2 separate regions of the Mus musculus genome follow, and region 1 is linked to region 2. A link is a contact called in public HiChIP or PLAC-seq data. All regions are on one chromosome and are shown on one strand. The core of a region is the stretch at or near the end of the contact, and the rest is flanking DNA. Distances in the headings are between cores, read along the strand shown. Region 1 holds the start of Vamp9 (vesicle-associated membrane protein 9). Region 2 holds the start of Bmp3 (bone morphogenetic protein 3).

Region 1 (6,538 bases), core at 3,305-5,804, 1.1 Mb before region 2:
TTACCTTTTATGTTATTGCATCCAGTAATATTTCCAAAGGTAACGGCTAATACCCCTATAAAGGGAGCCATTGATATTTATACAGATGGATCCAAAACAGGAGTTGGAAGTTATGTAATCAATGAAAAGGCTGTAAGGTTGCAATTTACACCAGGAGCCTCTCAATTGGTAGAATGTTTGGTGGTTTTAGAAGTCTTTAAAAGATTTCCTATGCCCATAAATATTGTCTCTGATTCTGTTTATGTAGTTAATGCGGTTCTAGCATTAGAGACTGCCGGAAATTTTAAACAGTCCAGTCCTGTATCTGAAATTTTGATGAAAATAAAAAATTGTATTTTGATGCGTGAGCATCCCTTTTATATTCAACATATTAGAGCACATACATCATTACCTGGACCTATGGTTAAGGGAAATGCCATTGCTGACTCAGCCACCAGAGACATGGTTTTTCTATTACAAAGTTCTATAGAAAGTGCAAAAAATTTTCATCAACTTTATCATGTCCCTGCTTCTACATTACGACAAAAGTTTAAGCTCACACGAAAAGAAGCCCGAAATATTGTCTTACAGTGTGGTAAATGTGTAGAATTTGTTAATGCACCTTTCGTGGGTGTTAATCCTCGCGGATTGCGACCCCTAGATGTTTGGCAAATGGACGTAACGCATATCCCATCTTTTGGGAAATTACAATATGTACATGTATCCATCGATACCAGTTCTGGTGTCCTACATGCCTCTCCCATGACAGGGGAAAAAGCAGTTCATGTCATATCTCACTGCTTAGAGGCTTGGGCTGCATGGGGCAAGCCCCTAGTGTTAAAGACAGATAATGGTCCTGCATATACTTCTTCTAAATTTAGCCAATTTTGCAAACAAATGCAAGTAAAACATATTACTGGATTGCCCTATAATCCACAGGGCCAAGGCATAATTGAGAGAGCCCATCGCACTCTGAAACAATATTTGCAAAAACAGAAAGGGGGAATAGAGGCTATGACGCCAAAGATGGCTCTATCCCTTACAATATTTACTCTTAATTTTTTAAAATTGGATGATGCTGGAAGATCACCAGCTGAAAGGCACGGACAATGGCCTCAATCGCCCAATGAAATGGTCAAATGGAAAAATGTCCTTGATAATAAATGGTATGGCCCGGATCCTATTTTAATCAGATCCCGGGGAGCTATTTGTATTTTCCCACAGGGTGAAGAAAATCCACTTTGGGTCCTGACGCGACTGACAAGGACCGTGAAAGAGCAAGATGAACCCCAAGATGATTCTCCTGCTCCTGATGATTGAGACCGGGATAAGTATACCTTTGTGGGCCATAGTAAGATCATGGCCAGTACCTTTACCGGTACATTCCAATTCTTCTACCTTACCTTTATTTTTTGCAACGGAATGTTATTTGGATGCGCCTTGTGCACGACAAACTCCTCAAGAGCCACGGGTGTATAATAGTACTAGTTTTCATTTGAATTATACACTATGCTTTGTGCATAATGTGGATAAACCTTTTACACCCTGTATATTTTTAAAGAAAAAGATTATCTCTAATTGGGCAGATCCCATTAGCCAAAATAAGGGGAGCTCTGGAGTGTTGTTTAATGCTTTAACACAAGTTGCTCAAGGAGCGCAATCAGGCTCAGGTGATGTTGAAAATAATATAATTTCACCTATAAACATCACCACTATTATGATAAAGGGAAAGGTGACCATTCCCAAAAGATCACGATGGCCTGTTGGCAATGCTACTGCTATACGCAGCATGCCTTGGTGTCATCCGGACCTCGCATTTCCTATAGTTTTTTCACCTTGTCAATCAAAAATTTTCCCTCGGAAAGAAATAGCAAAGGGTTTCGTTTTGTCACCCCCACTAGATTTTGCTATAATGAACGATAAAGGAGATGCTACAGGGAAAGAATATTTGGCCATATTACCAATGGATTTTAAGCAATGAGGCAGGTGCTAGTACCAGTCTGTCAGCCTTTGCATTGCTGACTGGAACCTTTCATGAGATATTGAATGTTTCTGCCACTCTTTCCAATACCTCTACTCATTTAGATAATGTGACAACTAATAGAATTATCAGAAATATGACTACTTCTCCAGTAGAAGTTTGTGTCAATCCTCCATTTTTCTTTATATTGGCGGAATTTCAAAATAATACAGAATGGTTAGATTGTACAAATGTCACTTGTTTTTTGACGCAATGCTGGAATGGAACCAAATTCTTAGCCTTAGTGGTTCATCTACCAATCTTTGTCCCTGTGCCTGTTGAGGCAGATCCAGAGAAGTTCCCAATAACGAGTCTTATTCGGCAAAAGAGAGGTTTTGGAATCACAGCTGCCATTATTACAGCCATTGTGATGTCCGCGGCATCAGCAGTTACCGCAGGAACTGCTATGGCCCATCAAGTTAATACTGCTGACACCATAAGTCAGATAGCAGAAAAATCCTCTGAAGCATTGCTTACCCTGCAAAAGGTGGATTCTCATATCGCCTCAGGGTTAATGCTAGTGAATCAGAGAGTGGATATTTTACAACATAATATGGAACGGATGATGGATGTCATACAAATGAGTTGTGTGGCATCCACATCGCATGTGTGCATTACTCCCAATAAGTATATTAATAATTCTTTTATTAAAAGTACAGACCTATCGAATTACCTGAAGGGGAACTGGTCGCAGGAGCTGGAGAGGTTGCAGGCGAGACTGCAGATGCAGATCCTGAACCTTAATGGGACCAGAGTGGAACCAGTGACCCTCGGAGACTTTACCTCTTGGTTTACCTCTGCTTTTTCTTACTTTAAGGAATGGGTGGGAGTGATTTTGTTTGGTGCTGCCATATGCTGTGGACTGGCGTTCATGCTCTGGTTGGTATGCAAATTCAGAACCCAACAAAAACGTGACAAGGTGATTGTAACTCAGGCACTTTTAGCTATTGAAAACGGCTCCTCCCCTGAAATTTGGTTATCTATGCTCAAGAATTAGTCAGCATGAGATTAGATGAGAGAGACTCAACGATCATTGATCAGCCCTTGCTCATCAATAGGGTGATCATGATTTCCCCACTAATTCAATTTTTGGCTGGCCTCTTTTGCAGAGTTCGCCCTAGGTCATTTAGCAGTTATTGTCACACAGCACTGCGGTATCCAGAGACGGGCAACTTTCCTCGTGCACAGTCCAACCTAAGACATGGGGCCCGGTGGCGATAGGGTTACCCTATGACGGGTAAGGCTGTGACATTAGAGGAATGACCTAAAACAGGAGCCACGGCGGATGGGCATAATTGCACAGGCCTAGTCCAGTCTCATTTTATTAAAACAAACAGGGGGAGATGTGGGAAGCCACATGTGCCGTTGCTGAGTGGCACTGACTACTGCTGGCCACCATGCATAAGATTGGACAAACAACCAATGTGTACATATGCAGTAAAGTTTTTTGCAAAAACACTGCCTGGCCCAGGCATGATAATGAGGTTCTGTAAGGTACTGAGAGTATAACCAATCGGATGTGAGACATGCAAATGAGATGATAATGAGGCTCAGTGAGGTACTGAGAGAGAGTAGCCAATCAGATGAGGAACATGCAAATGAGGCTTAGTGCATAACCAATCAGGGTATGAGACACGCCTCTCCTAGGCCTATAAAAGCAGCACCAGCTCTGGGCAAAAAGTCTTTTCGCCTCTACAATCAAGCTCTCCCAATAAACGTGTGCAGAAGGATCCTGTTGCAGCGTTGTTCTTCCTGGCCAGTCGAGGGCGCGCAAGACTGTGCTAAACTAGGAGTAGTTCCTCTGTACAGGAGTACATTACAGCCTATCTTCAGCGAAACCTTTTCTACCCCCTGGGACAACTGATCTAAGGTTCAGATAGAATATTAGATGGCATCTGACAATTTCTAGGTGTGTGTGTGTGTTGGGGAACTGAACTCAGGGCCTCACACATTCTGGGCAAGCGCTCTAACGTTGTGATACATCTTGTGTTCTCACTTTTTAAAGACTGGGTCTATATAGCCCACGCTGACATCAAATTCATGGCCCTCCCACCCTGGGCGCTGAGAGTCCAAACTGCGCTGTCAGGTGGCCCTCACTGCCTGCAACTGAAGTAGTCTTGAGACCCTTACACGTTCACTAAGTGTGTTCAACTGCAGGTCATTTCCTTGTAATGGGGCTATCAACTTGGAGATGGCTATAAATCTCCGCCAGACGGCCGCGGGCAGTACGAGCCCCAACCCCTGGGTGGCGCAGGCGCAGTCCCACTCCCGCCTCGGAGGCAGCGCTTCTGGAGGGGGCGGGGACTCCCGGTCCCTGAGTCCTTCCAGGTCGCCCCGCGCCCTGAGGGGAGGCCAGGCGTGCGCCAGCCTCGAGGAACCGAACCCTCAGACGCCGAGGCGTGAGCCTCAGGTACCTGATAGGCGCCGCCGGTCAAGGCCAGCTCCGCCAGGACCGCTCGGCCATTAGCAACGCAGCTGTAGGTGATCGTCATAACCAGCAGGCCAGTGAGAGAAGCGGACCGCCTTCTAACCGCCCGCTACAGTTGGACCGCCGCTCCGCGCAGGCGCGAGGGACGGTTGATTGGCAGGGGAGGAGGCGGGGCCATCTGTGGGTCCCGCAGAGCCTGTGAGTTTGCTAGGCGAGGTCCTCGCACATGCTTGGGATTCCTGAGGTCTCTCTGTGCTCCGGGTAGTCTGGAAAACCATTTAAGAGCTGTTTAACTGCCCAGGCCTCATCTACGTGTGAATCAGTCACAATCTAGGGCTGCGAAGCTGGGGGTAGTAGGCAAAGACCCCGGAGGTCTGAGTTCGAATCCCCAGAACTCACGCTAAAAAAAAAAAAAAAAAAAAAAAAAAGAAGTAAAAAAGGCATGGTGGTTGGAGCATGTAATCCCCTTTGAGAAGTGGAGTGGTGGTGGAGACAGGTGTATCCTAGTAGCTCATTGGCCTACCTGAATTGATAAGCTTTAGGTCTGGTGAGTCTTGGTTTCAAAAAATGTGGAGCGCAACCTTGGAAGACACATCTACATGTGCACGCACATCACACACACACACACACACACACACACACACACACACACACACACCATGCACGCATGCAGCACACTTAAATTTAAGCAAGCATTGGAGGAACCTCTTGTGCACAGCCTGCATTTGGTTTTGTGAGCATGAAGACCATCTCTGAGTTGTTCTGTAACTACTCACAGAGCAGCATACGCTGAACAAATGCTGGTTACAGTTTGCGGTGACAAAAATGTTCACAGCATTGAAAGGACCCCATTAGGGGCGTAAGGGCTCCAAAGTCTCACTCTCTGACTGCCCAGTTGGGGTTCTCTGTGTTAATTATCATCTACTGTAAGAAAAAGCTTCTCTGACGAGGTTGAGCAGCGCTCTGCTCGGTGGGCATAACAATTTGTCCTTAGAGGTCATTTTATGGTAGTATGTTTCCCCTAGGCCCATGACCTATCCAAACCCAGGTTCTTGGCCACTTTTAGTGTCATATATGAGTTCCATTTCATGAAGCGGGACTTAAATCTAATCAAAAAGTAGTTGGAGGGCTGGAGAGATGGTTCATTGGTAAGAGCATTGGCTGATCTTGCAGATGACCAGGGTTCAGTTCCTAGCACGTACATAGCTGCTTACAACCATGCATAACTCCAGTTTCAAGGTATCTAACATCTGACTTCTGTGGGTTCCAGGCATCATGTGGTACACAGACATACATGCAGCCAAAATACTCATCAAATGAATATATCTTTGGAGTTGTAGCATTGGCTCAGTGGTTAAGAGCATGTGTTGCTCTTGCATAGGACCTCGGTTAAATTCTCAGTATCCACATGGTGGTTCATATCATCTGATCCAGGGGATATGACGTTCTCTTCTGACCTTTGTGGCACAAGACACATAGATTACATGCACACACACACACACACACACACACACACACACTACCCATGCGCATAAAATAAATCTAAAAGTTGGTCACTACCATATCATTTGTGCTACATCAGTACATCTTGCAGGTTCTGGACTCTGTTGTAGGTTTTATGGTTTGTAGCTTTGTGAAATCAGCTATTACTTTTCCCCTCCAGTAGTGTGCGAATTACTTCCCAGCACTATGAGTGCTAGTCAGTGGGGCAGATCTTGTATGTGGGCATCAGTCTGGTTTTTCCATGTTTAATAACATACGTAAATGTTCCTTCAGCAACAGGGCCTTGCTGTGAGGTTACAGCTCAGCTTGTTTGCTTCCTTTTTCTAGTATTTTGAGATTATAATAATTATAGCATAGCGTTTCTCCCTTCTCTTTTCTCCCCTTCCCTCTTCCAAACCCTCCCATATGCCCCTCTCCTCCAAATCCATGGCTTATTTCACTAATTGTTATTGCATGCATACATTGCATGCATGTACATATATATATTCCTAAATATAACCTGCTCACTCTATATAGTGTTCCTTGTATGTATGCTTTCAGAGATGGCTGTTGGGCGTTGGACAGTCAGTGGGTGTGTCCTTCCCTGCTACTGTTCCCAGCCTCCCTCG
Region 2 (6,760 bases), core at 259-2,758:
GATATAGCAACCCAAAGGTCGCAGGAGTTAAGAGTGAGTTCTGTGTCTGGAGAAGTGCCTGTTGAGTATGCTTTTCTCTCTCTGGGCCCAGGGTTGGCATAACATGGCATTCACTTCGATCTAAACGCTGCCAAAGCCCGTCGGAGGGAATTTATGCCGAGCAGAGCAATTAAATCATCAGCATAAGATCTCCGTAGGGGTGCCTGGAAGAGGGCTTCTGGACCCTGGGTGTCCTCCCTTGGCCTCTTTCCTGCTGCACCTCTAACTAAGCCTTGCCACTGTCCCAGCTTTTCTTCTGCTTTCCCGTCTCAGTTGGGCTCAAACTAGGCTTATCCGGAACGTCCCTGGAAAATTCCGAGAGGGCAGAGGGGACCAGACGGCAGCATATGAGAAAGGTCCCTACAGTGTACCGCCAGGAGACAGCGGAGTGGAGTGGCACGGCGGGAGGGGCTGTCCTCTGCACCCCGGGGTGGGATGGGCTCCCTCTCCCTCCCACTCACCTGCGGCTGCGGCTCTGAAGCTGCGGACCGTGTTACCACCGCGCAGGGGCTGAGGACCCGGGAGCTGCGAGCCCGGTGTCCGGGTAGCCTGGACTCTACTGCTGCCGCTGTACCTGTCATAGAGCCACAGCATATGCTCCGACACCTTGTCGTGCGGCCTCAGGTCCGGACTCGGGCTACCACCTGTCGCGCGGTCGCTTGGCTCAGTCTCACGGAGTCCCGGGAGGTGCAAGTTTGGTCTCTGTCCCTGTGCCAGGTTCAGGCAGAAGTAACCTAGCCATAGACAGAGCAGCCCGCGCGCCCCGGCCATAGCGAAGTCCTGCTGTCGCACCGCTCTACTTCGGGTCGCCCGCGACACCTCGGAGGCGAAAGGGACGGCGGCAGAGCCGGGGTGGTGCTCCAGCTGCGGAGCGGGACACTGAGAGCCGGGCACAGCTGGAGCGAGGCCGCGAGGGTCGGCAGGTGGGCTCTGGGTGGCAGCCGCGCCCGCTCAGCTCCTCTCGCCGGCCAGCCGGAGGGCGGAAGGTCTGGGCGAGCGCAGCCGAGTTGTCAAGCGCGGGCTCTCCCTTCCGTGCCACCTGAGACTGGGAACACCCGGCCGGGCTGCCGCTATGGGGATCTGGATCTGCGCTCCACCAGCCTGGGACGCGTGCCGGGGCGGGGTGTGCGCTGTCGCAGCCAGCTGAGTTCTCAGAGGACGTGTGGTGTGTGTGTGTGTGTGTGTGTGTGTGTGTGTGTGTGTGTGTGTGTGAAGACAGACAGACAGACAGAGAAAGAGGGAGACAGGGAGACAGAGACACAGAGACAGTGACGAACAGAGAGACAGAGATAGAGAGACTGGTTCTGTTCCTTCTTGTCCTGATCTGATCTGTCCGGTCCGCCTGCAGCGAGTTCTCCCTCTAGCCTCTGGCTCGCCTTCCTAAGGCAGCTGGAGCAAGACTACCTCCAGAAGAGAGAAGCCTGGAGCGAAGTAACCAGGGAGCCAGAACCAGAAGGGTAGGGAGAGACTAGGGAGGGCGCACGGGGAGGGGCAGGTGGCGCTGGCGAGGGGAGGATGGAGGAAGAGTAGGAGGGACTTTTTAAAAAATCTGAGCACAAGTGGCTACATTCCTCCTAGCAAAAAGGCAGAGGCAAGTAGCAGTTTCTTTTCCCTTATTTGTTCTTATTTTATTTTTTGTTTTTTGTTCCCTTTGTTTGTTGTAGAGGTTTTGGCTATTTGCAGTTTGCTTTGTATTCCGCTGATTCCATATAAAATCACCACTATACGAACACCACAGTTGGCTCCTTCCCTGGGACACTTGGAAGGGCCCTGTACCCAGACACCTGCGCTGCCCTCCTACAGCTTATTCTTCATAGAGTTTCTTTTCACATACATCCTCATCTTCTTCGGAGGAGATAAACAAAATGAAATTCCACCCCATGTTTTAAAAAGATAAGCTAACTACCACAAGTCCAGCTCGCACTGTCAGACCTCTCTCAATAGGTTTCCTTGAAGACAGCTGATGTGAGAATGAGTCAGGGCCTTTAGGAAGAACCTGGTGTGCAGACTCGAATATAACTAGTTCTGTTGTCCACGCCATGCCAGCACCCTATGGTGTCAGAGAAACATTAAACTGCTAGCCAGCACTGTTTACTGCAAATAACATATCCTAGGTACTTGTCATCCCCTGTGTCCAGACAGGATTTCACTGTGTAGCCAGGGCTGGCCTTGACCTCAGACCCCTGCTGCTTCAGCCTCTCTAGCACGCGGGATCCAGGCCTATATCACAAATCATGGGCCGTAGGCATTGTGCATTGTTTTCAAAGAACCTTCAAACAAATCCCATGTTGCAGACTAAAAGACTGAGAGAAAAGATGATTCCTAGCAGGTGGCAGAACTGGGCTCCAAACCCAGGGAGCCTGACTTGCCTGACTTCTACTCTAGGATCTCTACATACTTAAGAATGGAACGGACATTTAAATTGGCTTAAGCAGACTATGCCCTTGCCATGGCTCCTGGCAGTAGGACTCTCAGTCAATGTCCCTTTTGGGAAACTGTCCCATCTCTGGTGCATTGACATTTTTGAAAAGAAATAGGTTCGCAGGTCACAATGAGCCTTCAACATTTAGTTTCTCCTTTGTTGGGGAATGATAAACCCTCCTAGAGTTTTGTTGGAGTAATACTAGAAACCAGTACTCAGTGAGTGGCACAGGTCTGGTCTTTAGTAGACTCTCAATCCTTTTATCCCAAATTATCCCAAATGTATCCCAAATGCAGACCATGGTCTCCCCCTCTCAGTCACTTCTCAACCCACTGTTCAGCTGTTTGAATTCTGCCCTTAGTCACCCTGGGAACAGCTCTGCAGATAATGCCATAGACTTCAAGAGTGGTCGAGAGGCTCCAATGAGATCATGTGGGTGAGCTTCGCCTGGCATAGAACACATAATAGCTTTTGTGATTAATAATAAAAACCTAATTGCAAAATTCAATAGGCACTGGAAGGCTAACCCTTTGATTTCCCCTGTGAGCCTTTGTGTTCCCTCCCCTCTCTGCTTTTTCTCAGTTGTGTGAAATGTCCTTGCAGCAGCTTCCTGCTCTGCCTCAAAGCAAAGCCAGATGGAGAAGGAAGTCCTCCACTCCTCCTGCACAACGTGGTCACTGTGACCCATCAGTAGATAGTTTCTCACAGCCAGAGCCCTCAGGATGGAAACTCTATCCTCTTTCTCTCGGTATCTCCAAGGAACTGCTTCCCTCATGCCTTTAACTCTGGTTCATATTTCCACTGCACAATTTGTTGCCCTATAATCTATATGGTTCTTTTAATTTGTACCAAGCCACTGCACGGGGACTGGAAATGCTGCATACCTGCATGCCTTCGCTCCTTCCTAACTGAATAAACCTTCACTTCTCTGTGCTTGTATTTTCTCCATTGCTCAAATAACACACACACACACACACACACACACACACACACTTACACAGAAGGCCCAATATTTGGGGGATTGTACATTGGAAACCAGACCCTAGTCTATATAGCAAGACTAAGACCCTTCCAAAGGAGAGGGAAGACGAAGGGAGGGAGCAAGGGAGGGGATAAGAATGTTGGTGATGGGTGTGTGTGTGTGTGTGTGTGTGTGTGTGTGTGTGTGTGTGTAATATTAACATAGTTCCCAAGATATTTTAATTGCTTAGGGAGAGTTGTCTGAGTTTGAGGAAAATGGCCTGTCAGTATGTTATCAAACTATATCCGTCTTTATACTTTAGTGACCAACTATTAGATTTGAACCAAGCAAAGTAAAGGAGGTGTTCGACGTAGTGGAGTGATCCCTATTAGGGTCTTTCAGCTGTAACTCAGAGACTAGTATCTGGATATGGAAACCATTGAACCAAGTGGTAACACTAGGAGAAATCTAAACCCTAAACTGTTTTATGTCATGTACATAAATGCCCTACCAATGACTGGGCCATAGAGGAAACAGGGAATCCAGGAGTGGTGTGTCTAGAAAAGACAAATAGAGGTGCCCATCTCCTAAGCAACTCTTGAGGGAATTGATTTGAAAGCAAACTGCATTGGAAATGAACTGCTCCCTCATCAGCCCTCCTGAGGCTGCCTCTGTGGGATATGTCAAGACAGCAGGAGTGTGATTTCTGTTGTCAGAGCCATAGAGTCTCAGAGCTAGTCATCGAAATAGTTTCAATGTTGTTAGCATCTTTTGATGCCTGCTCTTCTAAAACAGTAAACAACTAGATCATAGGCTTTCTAATTCTGGTCAGATTCGGGTTTAGCGTTTCTTCATTTACGGAGGGGACTTCAGAGCTCAATACATCACTGGTACAAATACATCTCTGGTCTTGTACCTGATTCCTTTATTGTGTCAGATTGAGCTGTTTTAATTTTGGTTTGTTTAGATGGTTCTTCAAGACAGGGCTTCTCTGTATTGCCCTGGCTGTCCAGGAACTTGTTGTGCAGACCAAATTGGCCTCAAAGTAACAGAGAGCTGCTGGCCTCTGCCTCCGGAGTTCTGGGGTTAAAATATTGAACCACCATGTCCAAAATGTCATTTTAATTTTTAGTAATAGGACACTTCTGCTTTACCCTAGTGTTACTTTTTCATTTAGCTATGGAGACAGGGACTCATTCTCATCTCTTTCTTAAATGCAAAGAGTTGAAGAAAGGCTTTCTTATTGCTACAAACCACAGCAAAACACAATTTGAATTTTAGTGGAGTTTGTTGAATTGATCTCTACTTTTGGCTACAAAAGCCTAGATCTATATATATATATATATATATATATATATATATATATATATATATATGTGAATGTGCAGTGTGATATAGAATATATATATACTTAAGCACTATGTGTAACCAAATACTAAAATCTCCCCATCAGAATGGTTATTGAATACTCACTATGGCATAGCTAGGGCAGTTGTGATAACCTACATAAGATTTTCACTAACATTTCTCTGAGGATAAGGAGGAGGTATTTTGAGGAGCAGGCAGCATGTGAGGCCCCATCCTGCTCCCCGTGAAAATGTAAGCAGTTAGTGATTTTTGGGCAAGGGCTCTTCTTTATTGATGTAGACACTGGTTAGTTGCTCAGGCTCTTGTAGATAGCCCCTTACCCGTGCTCCTATATGTAACCACAATTAAATGAGCTGGATTGGACAGAGTTGTTTGTTGGTGTTGGTCTGTCGTTGGTGCCCCGGGAGTGAATCCTCATTTGTTCCAACAGCCCCGGGAGAGTTAACATTGCATCCTGTAAGGCTGCATTTGCAGCTGTGGGGCCTGGCTCCTGTCTTTTTTATGTCTCCATCTTTGTTTCATCTTTCCAGTAAATATTTAGCATCTGTTTTGATCGTGACACTTAATTTAGTGTCAAGAATAAGAAGATGATATCATAATGGTGTCTCATCCCAGGAAAAGAGTCTTCCAGGGACATGGGATAGCTTATTAATTAACTTTGGAAAAATTGATGTCATTTTGATTGACTGAGTGCTTTTTTTTTTTTTTTTTTTTTTTCCTGTTAACCATAGAAGACACACTGCACGGAAAAGGTGACATTGAACGGTTTCAAAGTTAAGAAACAGATTTTTCCAGGAGACTTTTAGATAAAATATTCAGTGCAGTCTCATTTACCCAGGGGTAGGGAGGCCATTCTTATGGATTGCTTTGCTTCTCGCCCAACATCCTCACCACATTTCCTCAGTTAAGTCCCAGTAACTGTGCGCTCCTCTTAGCAAGCTATCGGGACAGCTGCAAATAACATTGTTGACTCTGGCTTCTCTATGGGGCTTTGGCACCCACTTTTAATAAATGTATGGATACCCTGTTGATGCCATGATTTTTGCTATATGAAAAATGAAACTCGGCATTGCCACCCTGGAGGCATGGTCTTGCTTGAAAACTTTTAGAAATGACTCTGTTATCCGTTCAGTCACAGGATTCCATGTCTGGGCCTCTTTTCTGACGTTTCTCAGACCTTCACATCGAGTCCTTAGATTGCATCTATTCTTAAGTTTTTTTTCCTATCCACTTTCTCCACCTTATTTATTTTTATTGCACCCTCTTTCGTTGAGCTACTGATGTATTTTAAAACAGATTAGTTTTATAATCTCAGAAGTGGACCTGAGGGTTTCTATTTTTTATCTCACTCCAACCGTACTTGGTTTCTATTGCTGCGTAAGAAAGTACCACAAGCACAGAGGCTTGCCCAATGCCCATTTATCACCTCGCCGGTCTAGAGTGCAGGCAGGTGTGGGGAGTTCTCTGCTCTGGGCCTCACAATGAAACTGTTGGTCAATTTGGTGTTCTCATTTGAGGGCTCTGGAGAAAAGTCTTTTTCTGAACCCATCCATTTTCAACCATCTCTGTTGTGTTGTGTGATCGAAGTCTCATCTAGCCAGCTGTTTGCCAGGGTTTGTGTCAATTCCTGGACGCCACCAGCCATTTCTTCTTTCTGCTCCCTTCCATCTTTAACTAGCAGAGAGGATTTTCTTGTATGTTAACTGTGGTATTTTATAATCTCTCTACAGAAAAAAACAACACAACAATACAACAACAACAACAACAACATCAAAACCCAAAGTGAAACAAAAACAAAGATTAAAACCCTTCTTTTAAAGAGTTGACCTGAGGTTAGGCCCACCAATAGTTATCCCTGTCTTTCAAGGACAGCTTTGGCATTCGACCTAAGCTGCTTATCTCAGTGAATGCTGTCATACACACTGATTCTACCCACGCAGAATGGAGGGGTCCCTTAAAGATTCAGGTCA

What was found. HiChIP or PLAC-seq counts read pairs in DNA pulled down with a chosen protein or histone mark.
Region 1: a contact with region 2 is called in an H3K4me3 HiChIP or PLAC-seq map of embryonic midbrain, with 7 times the contacts expected there. The contact joins the promoter of Vamp9 here to the promoter of Bmp3 in region 2. A contact is called at or near these places in 1 of 39 promoter capture datasets (hippocampal neurons) and 1 of 115 datasets of contacts at active chromatin or transcription factors (embryonic midbrain).

What each region holds. Positions count from the first base shown.
Region 1 is chr5:99,904,281-99,910,818 of GRCm38.p6, reverse strand. Vamp9 (vesicle-associated membrane protein 9) reads right to left here and starts at 4,554. Exons shown (of 6, transcript NM_001378420.1): 1 at 4,414-4,554. The coding sequence starts at 4,491.
Region 2 is chr5:98,849,163-98,855,922 of GRCm38.p6, reverse strand. Bmp3 (bone morphogenetic protein 3) reads right to left here and starts at 1,508. Exons shown (of 3, transcript NM_173404.5): 1 at 501-1,508. The coding sequence starts at 810. Gm34563 (a long non-coding RNA gene) reads left to right here and starts at 1,416. Exons shown (of 3, transcript XR_389376.3): 1 at 1,416-1,496. RefSeq lists a promoter at 1,421-2,284 and a silencer at 2,622-3,126.